2 separate regions of the Anas platyrhynchos genome follow, and region 2 is linked to region 1. Evidence: chromatin contacts called from public Hi-C data. All regions are on one chromosome and are shown on one strand. The core of a region is the stretch at or near the end of the contact, and the rest is flanking DNA. Distances in the headings are between cores, read along the strand shown.

Region 1 (7,876 bases), core at 2,823-5,322:
CTGTCCTGGCCACCCTTGCCCATGTGTTCATGCTTTCCCTACCTTCCTTCACAAAAAAAAAAAAAAAAAAAAAAAAAAAAAAAAAAAAAATCAAACTACTTACTAACACTCCTGACTGCTGATGCCTGGTAATGCTCTGTTCTGCCATGCAGGGTTCCACAGAGAGCTGTAACACCACTACTGAAGATGAGGATCTGAAAGGTAGGTGTTCTGCCTGTAACTTCTAATACGTGTAGAGTGCAGGCAGGGGTTCCTGAAGATTTGAGAACTGCCCTGATCTAGCCTCCCAGATTTCCGTGTGTGACTCAGTTCATAAATTTGCCATGACACTGTCATTCCTGTCACAGTGGGATGATATGCTGGGGAACCAGCTGACTTGGCCTTTGCAGTATATAAACCCTGTTTGTCCTGAGCTAATTTTTGTCTCAGAGTTGGAACTCTTTCCTTGCAAGTATCTGTTCATCTCCAGTCCATTTCTAGACATGGAAAATCTTTACTAGTCCCTAAAGGTTTGGAAGCTGGCTGTGTTTTTTGTGGTCCTCTGCAGGTTACAGGGAGCTGAAACCTCTCTGTTGTTGCTCACTTGCAAAAGAAGCAGTCTCTCTTCTTGCCTCTTTCTGGGAATCTCTTCAGTGATGTGCACACACCTTTCTTTCCCCTACCCCTCCCCTTTGGGTCTATTTTGGTTTCAAAGACAGATGATTCTCAGCCTGTTGTCTGTCACTGGAAATGATTTCTCATGTCCCTGACAGAGAAGTTGGTAGAGGGAGAGGCTAAGAAGAGAAGCAATTTTGTGCCTGTCAGTGACCACATCATAAATATTCTGTGCTGGTAAAACTCTCTAGGTGAAGGAGCTCTGAGTCCCGTGTCTGCTCATGTTGTTCAAGCAGCTGTCCTCTTCCCGATCCCCTAAAGAAGGAAGAGAAGAAAGAAATTTTCCTGAAGTAGGAAATTTTTTCCTGAACGCGTCCGGGATGGGTGAATGCAGTTGTCATTCAGAGGCAAATGTGATAGTAGTTTACATTTTGAGGCAGAGGTATTCTCATTCTCCCTGCAGTCAGTCAGAGTTACGTAGCCAGGGAAAAATCAATGCTGGCTCTGTGGTGTAGCAGCAATGTCACCTCAGCCAGCTGGGCTAATTCCTAGTGCTTTTCCTGTGGTTTATCAGAAGCTGCTGGCTTCTCTTATGAGGAGTTGCAAGGAGCAGAAATTCTCCACAGTACTGGTTGTTTTAGATTAGACCTGGCCCCATTACAGCGTAGTATTCCAGCTCCCACCTTTTTGCCAGAGAGTAATTTGGGATTTAAGAACCCAGTTTGGAGGGAAGGGAACTGGATGACTTTTGTAGTGTGGTAATGAGACTGATTTATCTCATCTCTGCTGGCTATCTGTCCAGAATAGCTACTTGTCCAGAACCTAGTCTTCTTTGGCAGCTTTTGTTCAGGAGAGGTCCCAGCCTTGAGCCAGTTGAGCCAGTGGGTGTCCTGCAAGTCAAGAATACGAATGCTGTGAAGAGAGGAAGGCTAGGACAGGGATAGATGGTGGGGGAAGGAGGGCAGCTGGCCAGGACTAAATCTGTGCAGAATTATATAGGGCCACATTGTTGCAGATCAAAACTGAGATTTCTTCAGAGGTTAAAATATTTTGTTATGATTTTAATAGAAGGGATCATTTGAAAACTTGTTGAGCTCGCACAGTACTGGTTTGTGCTATGGCCAGCTCTATCTGGTAATTTTAGTGCTTTGGTTTATAACTACTACTTTTCCGCTCCCGGCCCTTCTGGTTTCAAGAAAAGCAAGCACTTAAGCAAGGCTAAATAGATCAGGGGTTTGGGGATATTGAAGTTCTCAGCATTCTGGTTAAACATGACTGGGAAAAAGGAAGCGCTTGTGCAGCTCTGTTTCTGACCTCTTGCTTTCAATAGGCGCAGGTTATGCAGATCTATTCTGTGTTGTAGGAGACATCATCTTGATACATCAGTGACAGTTGCCTCAGGGCTATGTTGTTTCCAGAGCGGTGGGGCTGAAGGTAGCAGCCCCCCCGTGTCACTATAAATTGCACAGTAGATCCATGTTGTCAAGCTGTCTACTTGGCTTTGCCCTGGAGGATACTCCTGCATGTTTTGTGCCCAGCATTGTGGTTTCTTTAATGTTCTCCTATTTCCTTTCTCTTTTTTTATTTACTGAACTTGCGTGTTTTGTTTGTGTTTGTGTTTTAATTCCCTGCCATGCTAGCTCCCCCTCTCTCCACCGGGGACGGCAGCTCAGTGCTTGAAGGACGGAGGCACAGTGAGAGCAAAACACAGACTGAGTCCATGCAGTCCCAGCTTTCTCTCTGTTTCTCAGCCAGTAAGTCCAGGGGTGCAGTGCTTCACGGCATCTTTTTCCTACTCCTCCCTCTACCTTTCCCATTTCTCCTTCCCCCAGATTTTTCCTTTCCTGAACTTCTTTCCAAAATGTTGATTTTTTTCATTTCTAGTATTCCAGAATAAAAAGAAATCATCTCCCTTCCTCCAAAATACCCTCCTTTGCACACTGAAAACTTCCAAGCTTTTCCTTCCCCTTTTGAAAAGGCAGAATCTCATCCAGATCAATTTCATTCCTTTGCTTTCATCTGGGTGAGGTGTGGGCTTCTTAGGAGAGATGTCTCTTGGGGTTTCCCTGGGAAAGTCGCTGCATCTCTGTAGGTTCCTTTTCTGTAAATGGGGTCAGTGGTGCAGTTCTGCAATGGAGGGGGATGTGTGAGGCTGAATTCAGTCTCACTTGGCAAGAACTTAGGAGCTCCCTGGATGCTGATGGTGCATCAGGTGCACCTAGTGAAAATCCTTGAATAATGTTGGCTCTGAGGGGCATCTTTCTCTCTGTTGTGCTTTACTTTGCATGTCTGCCGTGCTCAGTTGCTGGTAGCGTGGTTAGTCTGTCAACTATGTTGCCCTGATCCCTCCCGAACCAGCTGTCTCCGTAGAGGAATCTGTGGCTGAACACCTCTGAAATGAGGTGTGAGAATGCTAGCAGGTCGGACATTTAGGTGGGGTCTCAGCCTTCCCCCTACACATGTACCTTACTAGTTGTCTGACTGCTTAATGCTGCGACAGATCCTTAATGTGAGTTGGGTACACCTGAAGTATTTGATTCTGCTCAGGGCAGTCTGGTGGGAAGAGAGGAGCAGGCATGCCCTCTTCTGTCTCCTCCTGTCATCTATTCCTGGTTTCCTGCGCACAGCGCCAGTGCCTCATGATGCAGCAGTCAGAGCCTCCGTGTTAATGTTTCTGAAGTAGCTCTAAGAATGTCAAACTGCTGGTTTGTGAGGCATAATGGGCATGGTGTTTTGTCTAGCCAGAATGGAAGGGAAATGATCTCGAGTCCGTTTTGCAGTGAACTGTCCATCACCGCTTCCTTATTACCTCGTTCCTCTTGTTCTTGGCGAGGCCCTGCGTGGAGCCCCGAGGAGCAGCAGCGAGCAGTGCGGGGCAGCGTTCTCCCTCCCCGCTCCTCTCCGGGTTGGTGTGCAGTGGTTTGGCTGCCCTGCTTCCTTTCTCCCTCTCTCCCACCTCGTACTTGCCCTCTGCTGCTCTGTCACCCTCCTGGCCAGCGTGAGCTCTCCCTCAGAGCACCCCCAGCACTCCGAGGGGTGCCCCACGGGACAGGCTGCGGAGCAGAGCGGGCACAGCTCGCTGGGACGGGGGCGTCTCTGTGTGCCCACGGGTTGGGGCTTGCGTGTGTTTGTATTTCTGTGTTGGTCTTTATTTTGCTTTCTGGTTTACGTTCGTTTGTTCATTATTTTAACGCTTACGTTTGTTTTGCAGCTACCCAGTCTTGTGAAGAGAAGCTTCTTGCCTGGGACAGCCCAGGGCAGACACTGGAGTTAGAGCGTGCTCGGTCGGAGCCCTTGCTAACTCCAGTAGTTCCCTTTGTGCACAGCAGTGCACCGTGTAAGTTAGCAGCTGGGTAGCAGTAGCCGAGTAGTGCGACTGACTAGCTCCCCTAGGCGCCGGGCTCCCCTTCTCCCCAACACCTCACCCCCCCGGGCCGGCCGGGCACGGCGAGCCCCGGGCAGGCCGCAGGCCTCGGGCCGCCCCCAGGCGGCGCTCCCGGGCCGGGCCTGGGCCGGCTGCGGGGAGCGGCGGAGGCCGCCGGGGGGAGCCCCGGGGCCGGGCCCGCGCTGCGCGGCCCCCTCGGGGGTGCAGCACAGCTGGTGGGAACGCCGTCCTGCCCCCGGTCCGGGGACGCTGCCCGCTGCAAAACGCGGGTCGCCTTCTGTGTGTCACTGCGGGCTCGGGACATGTAGGAGAAGCCAGAAGGCAAGCGCAGTCTGATGGAGAGGATTTGCGCTGAAGGGTCAGCGCTGCTGTGTGGTGACGTTTGGGAGACGGGTGCAGGTCTTGAGACGAGCCAGCACACGGTGGCTGCGGTCTGCAGATTTGGCATTCATCCCAAGTGGAGCCTTTCCCATGGACCATGTTTTACAGGTGTGGCACATGTTCAGGAGGGGGATCCAATGTGTAGCCATGCTTCGTGGGGAAGCCGTTCCAGGCGATTTGCTTGTGAAAGTGTTTTTCATAATAGGCATAGCCCACTGTGTCATTTTGATCCATTCCTTCTATATGTCACTTCGTATGTGGAAATTTATACAGCCCGAGCAGTAAAACTAGCTCCCTTACCACCACGAGCCAGTTGTTCCCTAACCAAGATGTTCCCGTGGCTAACTGGGTAGTATAATCCTCTTAATAGATTTCCAGAGTGGGTGCAGGCATCTTTCTGAGCCACTGGGATTATCACCTTGTTGCTCTTCAGCTGTGCTTCCCAGTGCTGGGATGATACGCGCATGTGGATGAAAGTTTAAGGTGGAGGGGAGTTTGCACTAACATCTTCTGGCATCTACAGTGGGAGTCAGCTTTTCTGAATTGGACACCTAAAGATGGTAGGTTGTGTTTCAGGGCTGTGCTCCTAATGATAGGCATCTGAAATACCTCAGGTGAGGCTTGCAGAGTTGCTTACTTCTTTCAGGGCCTAAAGGAGAAGACTGGTGACTAGTTCCATTTCAGACACCTACACTTCAGATGCCTAAGGGCAGATGAATTACAGTTCTGGTGGTAGGGATTAGAAATTATGTGGTAATGGTGATGGTGAAGACAATGATAGAGCACCTCCTATACACTTGTATGATGTGTACCATAGCCTACCTCAAGGGAAACTGTGGGGAAGGCTGAAGATCTGTTGGGTGTGCATACAGTCATAGACCTTAAGTAGTGTTACTTCACAGAGCTGAGCCAAACTCTGTCAGTTTGAAGGACTCCAGATATCAGTAAGGGTGATGGAAGGCTTCAAAGGGGATGGGGCATCAGCTGTGGTAAACCAAGAGAAGGAAGTGCAGAGGTGCATTCCAGAGCAAGGTCGAATCAGCAGTAGACAGCTAGCCAGCTGTCTTTGCTCATCTTGAAGTTCAGTGTGCTGGGGCTGGGTTAACGGCAGTGCTGGTAAGGGCTCTGCCATAGGGATCTGCCTGAGGGACAGAGTGCATACTAGTGTATACCTAGGGCCTGTTCATCCAACCCATCCATCCTGCTGCGGTTGTCTTTCTAGCTTGTGGAAGTCATCCCTACATGTCCCAGTTGCTTGTTTGCAGCATTCATAATAGCTGAGGTATTGGTGATGGTGATAGGCAAGTTGTTGGGAGATTTTTTCCAATTCGCTTGGTCTGTGTGGTGGCCATTGGCCCATGGCTACTGTGGTGAAGAGTTTCTACAACTTAAGCTGCTAGACAAATGCTTCACATGGGCAGGTTCACTGACATTTATTGGTCAGAATCCCTGGAAGCACCTAGAGCTGTCATTCAGGAGACACCTCCGGTGCGTGAGACAGGCCTTTCTAGAAGAAAAGGAAAAAAAAAAATAATTGAATATGACATCTTTATTTCATTTCTCCCTGCATTATGGGATCACCATTCCCCTATCATACCACTGCCCCCCTACTCTCATATGGATGGCTGTCGTTACTGCATATCTCCAAAATGCAGGGAGCAGCATCCTATGAGATCTACACTAATGGTGCTCTGCAAATTGCTTGTACAAAGCACCCACTAGCCCCATATTCCTATCGAAGTCTTACGTGCAGTTAAATTGCTCTTTCTTCTTGTTCGCAGTGCGTAAGCAGGAGATCATTAAGATAACAGAGCAGCTGATAGAAGCCATCAACAATGGAGACTTTGAGGCTTATACGTAAGTACTGTTGGTTTGTGCATAGATACCTTCTGACAGGTCACCAATCAGTTTGTGTGCAAGTTATGTTGTGGCTTCCGGGTATGAGTAAGAGTCGTACAATTGGGTATGATAAATATTGGTGTGCTTCTTAGCCTCTCTCACTTGTAGTCAGGAATACAGTAGAGCTGTTTAAATGAACTTGAAGTAGAAGTCAGATATCAAACAGCAACAGGAGTGGCAAAAGGAAAATGCCCTGTCTTTGTAAGCTGTGTGTGTGTTTGGGGGGAGGAGGAGAGACAGTGAGATGAGCATAAAGAATAAAAGGTTGTATACCAGAAGCACAGAGGCTTGTTTGACATGAAATGCCAACTACCACCAACCCTGTGGTTGCAGCAGTACCCCATCCTCTAAGAACTTAATCAGACTAGTGAAATGTTTAGGAGGACACAGTGCAAGTCCCATGCCATACCAATACTGCATTGTGTAATTAGCCTTTGGGCTTAGATGCAGGCTGTAAGGCTGTATTGCTTTTCTTTGCAGAAAAATCTGTGATCCTGGTTTGACCTCGTTTGAACCTGAAGCACTGGGGAACCTGGTTGAAGGAATGGATTTCCATAAGTTTTACTTTGAGAACTGTGAGTGGGTAGATTTGGTAACACCATCAGCCTTTTCTCTAATCTTCATTTATTTCACCTTTTCGGGGAAAAATTGCTCTTGTTTTTACTGCCTATCATAACCAGCAAGGACTTGGTTTTACATGGGTTGTGATGCATTTATAAGAGACAGCATTCTTTCTCTCAAAAGCATTTTTCAGCACCAAGTTCAGTTCTAACCCCCTGATCCCTTCACTGTACAGATATGATTTGCCTGATGCAAGTGTTTTGTAAGTGTTGATAACAGGAGCTCTAAAAGTTTGAGGCACCGGATTTCCTACTGATATGGAAATGGAAAAAATGAACACATTTGCATGGAAACAACCTGTATGTTTGGGATAGATATACTGAATGGTCAGATGTGAAGTGTATTATGCACAAACTGCTGACATGTGTGAACTTGGAGGTTTCTCTGGGTGGTTTCTGATCTCTACCACCGAATGAATCCCTTAAGTTCATTAGGATACGAGGGTCACCTTTTTCAGTCTGGGACAGGAAAAAGAGTTGGGAAAAATGCTATCATTTATACCAATGGATTTGCCTCCCTCCCTGCGTGTTTCCACAGGATGAAGTAACTGACATTTAAATCCTGAGCTGTTCAATTTCTTTGATTTTTGGGAGATATGTCAAGGTCCTTAGTATAGGCCATTACTAGTGCTCTAACCATGCAGAGACTTTGTCTCTCTAAAAAGCCTGTCCTGGAGTAAATTTTACGCTTCTCTGAGACCTGTTTGTATTTAATGCAGGCCTGGTGTACAGATATCCTGACTGTTGGCTCTTGCTACATTTCTGATAATTGAAACATTTTTTCCTATAACTAAGGAAACGGCAATACTGATGTTGAAAGAGTAGCAAGTGTCCTTTGTAAAAGAAGTGAGAACAAAGAAACCGGGGGGGTTCTAGGCAATAATAAGGGCTAAGTTTTGAAAGACAGGTGATAGGGCAAAGATAGGCTTGGATTTTGCCTGGAAATTACAGGAGCAATTTTTGTTGTATCCCAGAATCAAGCTGGAGGTGAGTAGAC
Region 2 (7,876 bases), core at 1,590-4,089, 270 kb after region 1:
AGACTTTTTGTGTTCCTGCTCCTCTTTGATCCGGGCGTTCTCCCTGTCACAGACGAAACACTCGAAGCCATTCAGGTAGTTGGGCAAAGTCATGTCATTCACACCCCACTCCCGCCTCTCCAAGGTCTCTAACAAGAACTGGTTTTTGATTCCCCCGGGGTTTTTATACTCTAGATACTTCATGTATTCCTCTCCATTCTCATCCAGGAAATGAAGATACTTAGCCAGCTCTTGAGGGCTTTCAAAGTCATCTATAAGAATGATGGAGAGGTTGTTTGGCATCCAGTCCCGTACAGATGGGGAGCCTCGGTATACTGGGACAGCGCCCAAATGCATTGGACGCCACAGCTTTTCTGTCATGTAGTCATTACATATGGCATTCTCCAAGGCCAGGTGAAACTTGTACCTGGCAATAAAAGCCATAAATTCGGAATCTTCTGTAGTGGCTGTAGAAGTGTCTTTCAGTCGCTCACTGGGAAGCTCACGGTTATGCAGGCACTTCCCGTAAGAGTCAACCTAAAATAACAAGTCATCTTTACAAAAGGATTTTTTGCCCAGAGATTGTAGTCCTTATAAAATTCCTAATTTTGATCAGTTCCTAGCTACTTAGTTTAGCCTCACTTTCTCTCCAACTTCTTTCCATTTTGAGTACTCTAGAGTCACAGTTGTCCTTTAACAGCTGTAGAAGAAAATGAACGCTCAGCTTCAAAAGTAGCACAAACTACACTACAGATAAGGCAGAGGGAAACGCAGAAAAAAAATTAAAGAAAAATTGTACTTATTAGAGGATAGATCAGAAACTGAGAGATGAAGAAAGACATCCACCTTCCTCCATATTAATTTAAAAGTCATCTTTCTACTTAACAGAAATCCAGGGCTTTTCCAAACAGTGAATTCACACAGCTCCCTCAAATCCCAGAAAGTTGGCTAAAATATTTTCAATTTGTTAGACTGAAAAAATTTGATGGAGGGAGGTAGATAAAAATGAAAGACAGGATGCTTGATCTGGAGTCTGTTTTATACTTTGACAATGCAATTATATTTTTAAATGGTTTTGTCTTTTCTTCATTACTGAGCAAACGATGGAAAGAAATGAATCACTACCTTTGGAAACAGCAGAATTAGCTAGGAAAAGGATGTTTCAGATAAGGAGTAAAACCAGATGCTTTTTCCCTCATCTATTATCCTTCAGAATTTTTAAGAAAAAAGCATTAGACTGTTTTTCTACTCGAAAGAAACTGCATTATTTCAGTTCATGAAGCTACTCTCCATCAGCTGTGCCACAGCAGTGCAAATCACCATAGAATAACACAGTTCTACCAATGCAGGTGTGGAGCAGACTCTCAAAACACAGCAAATTTCTCATTACACGCTTATATTGTTAAATGCAGGCAAGGCTTGTAAACGGACAGCCTTCCTTTACGCTAACTTCAAGCTCCTGGGATCTCAGGAACTTCTAGCAAGACTGATCTCATTCAGGCTTAGTACAACTTGCGACTGACGCCAAGTCTGGCCAACTCCGTGACTAACAACTACCATCAGGCCTACCTACTGCCGCGTGGTGCAGTCTAGACCATGCTTTTGGGAGGCATACAACTAGTCTTTCTGTCCAGCTTGCGGTCGGCATGCTTCCCGTTACGACTCGCGTCTTGGCTAGAAACGAGGACAAACAAACCCCGTTAAAACGAGAACCTGCAGGCGGACGGGGGCGGCCAGGTGGTGCCACAGCCTCCCCGCACGGCACCCACCTGGATGTACTTCATGAGCTCCCGCACGTAGCGGTCCCTGTCCGAGGGCACGTCGCAGTGGGACTGCATGTACAGCACGGGCCCGTAGCCCCGCCGCCGCCACGCGTCCTTCTCGGCCAGGGCCAGCGGCGGGCCCCGCAGGTAGGCGATGCTGGGCAGCCACTGCAGGGTGAGCGGGTAGTCCGACTCCCTGCGGAAGGTGGCCGTGTAGTTGAAGAGGCGGATGCCGGGCGGGTGCGAGAGCAGGTAGTTGTTCATGGGGGACTCCTCGTGGAACAACGCCCACGTCTGGTGGGGCAGGCGGGGCAGCGGCGCCTCGTAGGCCCTGAAGTCGGTGCCGTAGAAGATGAGCGCCTTGGTGCGGCGGTGCCGCGCCACCCGCCGGCTGCGCGTGGCCAGGCAGGAGCCCCGCGGGCAGTCGATGCGCTCCGTGTCCCCGGGGAAGTGCGGGAAGAGGCTGCCGCTCCACCACAGCACGATGGGCAGCGCCTTGTTGCCCCGCGTGTCGTTGTTGCCCGGCCCGCGGTACGACGCCGCGGCCGCCACGACCGGGCCCGGTGGGCCGGCGGCCTGCGCCCAGCCCTCGGCCCCGCACGGCGCCTCGCCGCCCGCCTCCCCCTCCGCCGCCAGCACCCGCGGGCCGCCCCACGCCAGCGCCAGCGCCAGCGCCAGCCAGAGGCAGCCGGGCCCCCGCCGCGCCCCGCAGCCCCACATCGCCGCCTGCCCGGCCACGGCCGCCAGGAAACGGCCGCCGCGGCCCCGCCCGGAGCCGGCCTTCCGCCGGGAGCAGCGCGGGGAGCGGCCGCCAGGGGCGGCAGGAGCACGGCGGGGACCCGGGGAAGGGGCTGGGGGGGGGGCCCGCCAGGAGAGCTCTGCCCCTCGGAGGAGGGTGATGGGGGCAGCGAAATGTAACGCCAGCCTGCTGAGGTTGTTGTGAAGCCTCCCTGCCCCCAACGCCCCTGCACCTCACGGCGTGCTGCCAGCTCACCCAGCGATAGCAAAAACGCCTCCAGCTGCTGCTACGCGGCTCCGGCCCCAAGCAGGCACGCAGACACTGCAAGAAAGTACAGCGAGTGTTATCTCCAGCTGGCGGCCACAAAGGGCAAACAAAACATCGAGGAACAGAACGGGTGGCGGGGAGGAGCTACACCTCAGCGCAAAGGTCACGTAAGGTGCGCTTCTCTACCAACCTGGGATAACTCGATACTGAAATATTATCGGAATGGTAAATTGATATTTGTATTTAGACTACATTATAAAAATCTAACAGAACAGTTCTAGATTTGCTAGTAATAGAAATGATATAAGCTTCAAATTCGTTCCCTTAAGAGATAATTACAAGTATTGTGGGATCAGATCAAGTTTGATGTAGGCAATAAAGGACACCTATTAGTAGTTACACAAGCAGAGAAGCACTCTCTGTTTAAGGAACAGGCTAAAAATCCTGGAATATTCATGTTTTCTTCTGGGAAGGTTGGTCTTAACGCTGCTCAGACTTGATTCAGAAGCATTATGGTCATCATATGGGTGCAGAAAGACTGCCCTGCGTGCCACCCTCGTCAGCTCCACCACTCGCTCAGTCCCAGCACAACAGGGGCTCAATCCCAGTAGACACTGGCTCAGCAAGGCAATCTCCATACACACTGTACTACCACAAAGGTTCCTGCAAGCACAATTTACTCCAAAATTAATGTACAAGATGCACAAGGCCCATCATTATTGCAATGTATCTGTCCAGTAGTGGATTCTGAACATAATGCACATTCTGTAGAAGAGACTAATCTGCAAAATATTCCATAGCAAACTAAGAAATTGGATGTTTCTAGCAATGACCGTCTTGTGCTTTCATACACACTGTTGCAAGGTTAGCAATGAAGTGTACAGTATCAATGCTCTAGGCTACAGTCCAGTTGCACTGCCAGTTCAATCTGAACTTTATTTCTGCAATTAGTCAAAAAAAGAAGAAAAAAAATCAAACCCCAAGAAACAGGAGAAAAGAAAATCAGCTTCCCTGTTATCTTGACTCCAAAGTAGTAACTCTATTTCTCTGAAAAATGAAGACTGCAGAAGTCTTCAAGCTGGCCTTGTCACAAGGTAACAGCAATACTTTTCCAATTAGACAAAAAAAAAAAAAAAAAAAAAAAAAGAACAGAAAAATGAAGTCTTTGCAAAATGAAAGTTCAGAAGGGGCAGAAAATTAAAACCGTTCATCTAAGCGAAGTAATACTGAGATTAAACAGCACCTTTTGTCTGTTGGCTCTTGCTGAATTTCTTACTGCCATTCACTGTGAATAAGAAAAAAAAGACTGAACCTGGTCAGCAGAAGATTGGATTGTAAAGGACCACTTAGCTAGACTTCAGCCCTTCCCATTTCCTCCCTCCCGCAAAATACAGGGTTTGGAAAAATAAGCAGTGTTTATTTACTAACAATGACATAAAATACATCTTAATATATTTTTATTTCTTTACAAATTAAAAGATGCATTGGAAAAAACAAGTGAAGAAAACAAAAGGTTCATTTATGATCTCATTTCCACCCCCACACCCCCCAATATTAATACTAGAAATTAGTATTTGTGGAAGTCTGTGGTTGCTGAGCCTTATATTCCTGGGAAGTTGTTTTTTCCCCCCCTCTGGTTAAAAATCCTCTAGATTTTGGGCTGGAGGCAACACATGGAGTAAAAAGTCAGCCACATTCATACAAAAATGAGGAAGGTTCTGTCATTGTGAAAGTTCCTCCATTACAATTTCCATACTCCCCTTTCTCTGTAGTGATGGGAGGGAAGACAAACTAGCAGCATTAGAAGAAAAATGGATTTATATACACGCTACAGTATATGGAACTAAAACCACAATCAAATATTTTTCTGATCTAAACAAGGACTTTCTTTTGAGATGTCAAGCCCAGGTCATATCTCCTTTAATCCACCCACACTTTTTCCTCATACTTTTAGTACTATTGGTGACTCAAACTCCTGGGTATTTTAGGAACACTTGGTAAGTGTTCAAGCTAAAATATACAAGCCCCCTTTCAGAAGTGAATAATCAAAGCCCTTAGGATTCTGAATTTGATTTACACTTGCTCCCTTTTCATAGGAGTCTTCTCATTCACCCTTGCAGAATGGAGTGGCAGAGTGGCCAAAATGGATGGACTAATCTGAGGTATTTTAGTTTAACAAACAGGCTTATAAAAAGGTTTTGTGCAAGCTGATCGCTAGGCTGAATGGGGGAGGGCATAAACATCCAGTGATGAAACTCTTCACTACGGCCCCGATCCTTTCCAGTAACTGAAATCAGGTACTTGCCATACCTAATACAGTACAGTCTAAATCTGTTTTTGTATCCCCTTCCTTCTAATACAGGGTCCAAAGCAGTCTCAAATTCGCATCAGTAAAACTCAAATTCCTGCTTGTTTGCTATGATTCAGAATAGCGTGGTTGAAAATGGCCACCTCCTTTTCATCCAGTTCCCACACATCACCTTGTTTAAAAGTATTTTCTGCTTAACCGTAAGAGGCTTTTGTTCCCACCACCATCTGGATAGACAGGTAAGCTCTGCAGAAGAAGAGAGGCCATGGAACATGTAGGACATCACGGAGCTGTGCAATGAGAAGGAAAGGAGTCACCACTCACACGAACAGGAAGCTCTGACTCTACCCCTATGCTGTTCAGAAGCTAGTTATTGTTGTTCACTGAACTATTAATTCCTCCAGTACAGATCTGCACAGCAACTTATAGTACAGGGACGATTGTGGAAAGAAATTTGCCCTCCTGCCTCCTGGCTTACCACTTATTTCTTTTTTCAAGGATTTCTGGTTCAGACAGCCACATGATACATTTGTGCTCTGCAATGTCACGTTTCCCTCTAAAAAGAGAAAGAGGCAAAATGTTTGGCTGCTTTAGCTACCATCACCTGACATGCCTCTTGTCCTCCCATCCTGCGCATCCTCTTCACACTTAGAGCATGCACACGCGCCCATACAAACACACAGCAACTACCAGAAATTTTGAAGAGTTATCGCTTTTTCACCCAATGTTGAATCATGTACAGTGAACTGAAAAAAACTACATTCATTACAACAGGATTAGCGAGCATGGGGGGGGGGGTGAACTCCTGCCAAGCACAGGAAACAATTTAGATACAAGTAAAAGACCTGGTATCAAAGGCCTTTTTGTTTGTTTGTTTTTTTTAGCCCTCACCAGGAAAAAAGAAATTATCTCTCATATGGGACTGGGAAAGGTTGAAAGGATTTCTGCTTATGCAATGTGTATTAAAAATTATGGAATTGTACAGATTTCTACGTTGTCCTTTTTGAGGGCGCTGGGCCTTCTGATCAGGTCATTAGTGGAGGCTGAAATGTCACTGCTGAGTTCCAGCACCACTCCCTCCTCTAGCTCAGTAGCTGCCGAATCTCCTTGTGCATGTGACACAGGAAGTCCACATATGAAGCTCCCCCAGTCAGGCTCTTATCCTCCACCAAAAAGTGTTTGAAGAGCATTTCCAGCTTATCTTCTTGCTTCACAATTATTAACTGCAAACAAAAGCAATAGTGGATAGTTAACAGAACTAATGTTCCAGAGGAAAGAAAAAGAGAAAAAAATTAACTAGCTCAAAAAATCCAACAAAGATAACTAGAACCACTGCATATATTGCTTATGTGCTTTCACTTCTATAATTAAGTTGGATTAAGTCTCAGCCAAACTTAGAAGGAATTTACCGCATGGTATGTGGTTTGTGCAGTAGTATATTATGTCCGAAATAATTCTAGTTTCAGAACTACGTTAAACACAGAACTCCAAATCTAATACCTGAAGTTTTTTGAGATGCTTGAAAACTTATGTTTGAATCACAGTTTTAAGAGTAAATTCAGCATTAGCCTTTACATGAATAAGACTGGTATCACCTGCTCTGGTAAGAGTAACAGGGAAGGGGACTTAGAGCAATGAATGAGAGGCAACATTTTTACCTTCATGTAGCGGGATCTTTGCACCTGAAGCATGTCAACAATAGATCGTACTTTCTTTGAAAAGGGATTTTCCAAAACAGGCAGGGTATTCTGAAATTAAAAACATTCAATTCCCGTTAGACAAATAAATAGAGTGCAATTTAAAAGATCTCAGCAGTTTCACCGTATTATGTAACATTACAAATATATTTACCACCACTAGCATACCATTTATTTGACCTCAGCTAATTAAAAGAAAATAAAACATAGCAACAGAAATGAAGGTCAGTTTTCAGTCCCATTTATGTATCACCTGTTCTCCTTACTGTCAGTGGAAATGTGGCTTGTCAAATAAAGCCAGCCAAAAAAACGTCAACATGCCCAGATGAGGGATGTCTCCATTAGTTTCACATATCTGCGCTTCTCATTGTTAGTAAGAAGTAAATATCTTTAAATTTTTTCCCAACTTTCTTTCTCATTGTTTTAACTATTGAGTGATTATTATAGACAACATCTCCCACACTGTTACCCAGCTCACCAAAGTGCTGCTAATCTGACTGAAGGATGACACTCCAAAGAGGTTCTGGATCAGGCCTTGCTGCACATTCACTCCCACCCACACGAAGATGTTCAGCCCATTCTCCAGCAGGTATATGTCACCCTTGGAGAGACGTTCCTCTGAGTTGCGGATTGCTGCTGGTAAGGAGTCACTGTCAACATCTGCTTTGGTCTGTTTTAGAGTGAAGTAAAAAAAAAGTCAAGGTTATAAAATAAAAACATTAAGTTCTGAAAATTTCTGCCACTAAGACCCCAGTGGTTTACCAATTGCTAGGACTCATAATACTGCAATAGCTCAGACTTAAGTATTCATTTTCTTAGCTTAGCTTTCTTACTGAACACGACACAGAAGCAGATTAGAGACTCTTGGTTAGCAAAAGAGAACAACAGATTGTTGTGAAAGTATTCTGTAGTTCCAATATTGCTTTCTGGAGCCAAATTGGTATTTACTGTTATTCCAGCAACTATGTTACTTAAAAGTGAGAATAGTAGGTGGATTTTCCCTGCAACAATTATAATTACTACATAAAATTACAAGATGGCTTAGGATTTTTGAAAGACTACTAAAGAATCAGAAGATTGTTGTCATGTGCTCACAGCTCAGAGAAGATCTCAGCAAATTCAC

Evidence for each region. Hi-C and Micro-C count contacts between places; a contact is called where the count stands out from the background.
Region 2: a Hi-C map of subcutaneous adipose tissue shows a contact between it and region 1, with 2.5 times the contacts expected there. The contact joins the promoter of FUT11 here to the enhancer-like site in region 1. A contact is called at or near these places in 2 of 8 Hi-C or Micro-C datasets (small yellow follicle and subcutaneous adipose tissue).

The regions. Positions count from the first base shown.
Region 1 is chr6:19,470,954-19,478,829 of IASCAAS_PekinDuck_T2T, forward strand. CAMK2G (calcium/calmodulin dependent protein kinase II gamma) reads left to right here. Exons shown (of 23, transcript XM_027459811.3): 17 at 153-201; 18 at 2,235-2,348; 19 at 3,806-3,931; 20 at 6,142-6,217; 21 at 6,740-6,834. Among named protein-coding and RNA genes, the nearest start is that of NDST2, 15 kb to the right of the region's middle. Within about 2 kb of position 4,073, at least 3 of the 8 cell types and tissues checked have an H3K27ac peak or open chromatin away from gene starts, as enhancers often do. A contact at or near this core is called in subcutaneous adipose tissue, where this site is marked.
Region 2 is chr6:19,742,567-19,750,442 of IASCAAS_PekinDuck_T2T, forward strand. It overlaps FUT11 (fucosyltransferase 11), which reads right to left and starts at 2,840. Exons shown (of 4, transcript XR_011810356.1): 1 at 1,749-2,840; 2 at 1-516. SEC24C (SEC24 homolog C, COPII coat complex component) reads right to left here. Exons shown (of 23, transcript XM_072040173.1): 21 at 7,232-7,423; 22 at 6,715-6,804; 23 at 4,189-6,279. The coding sequence ends at 6,139.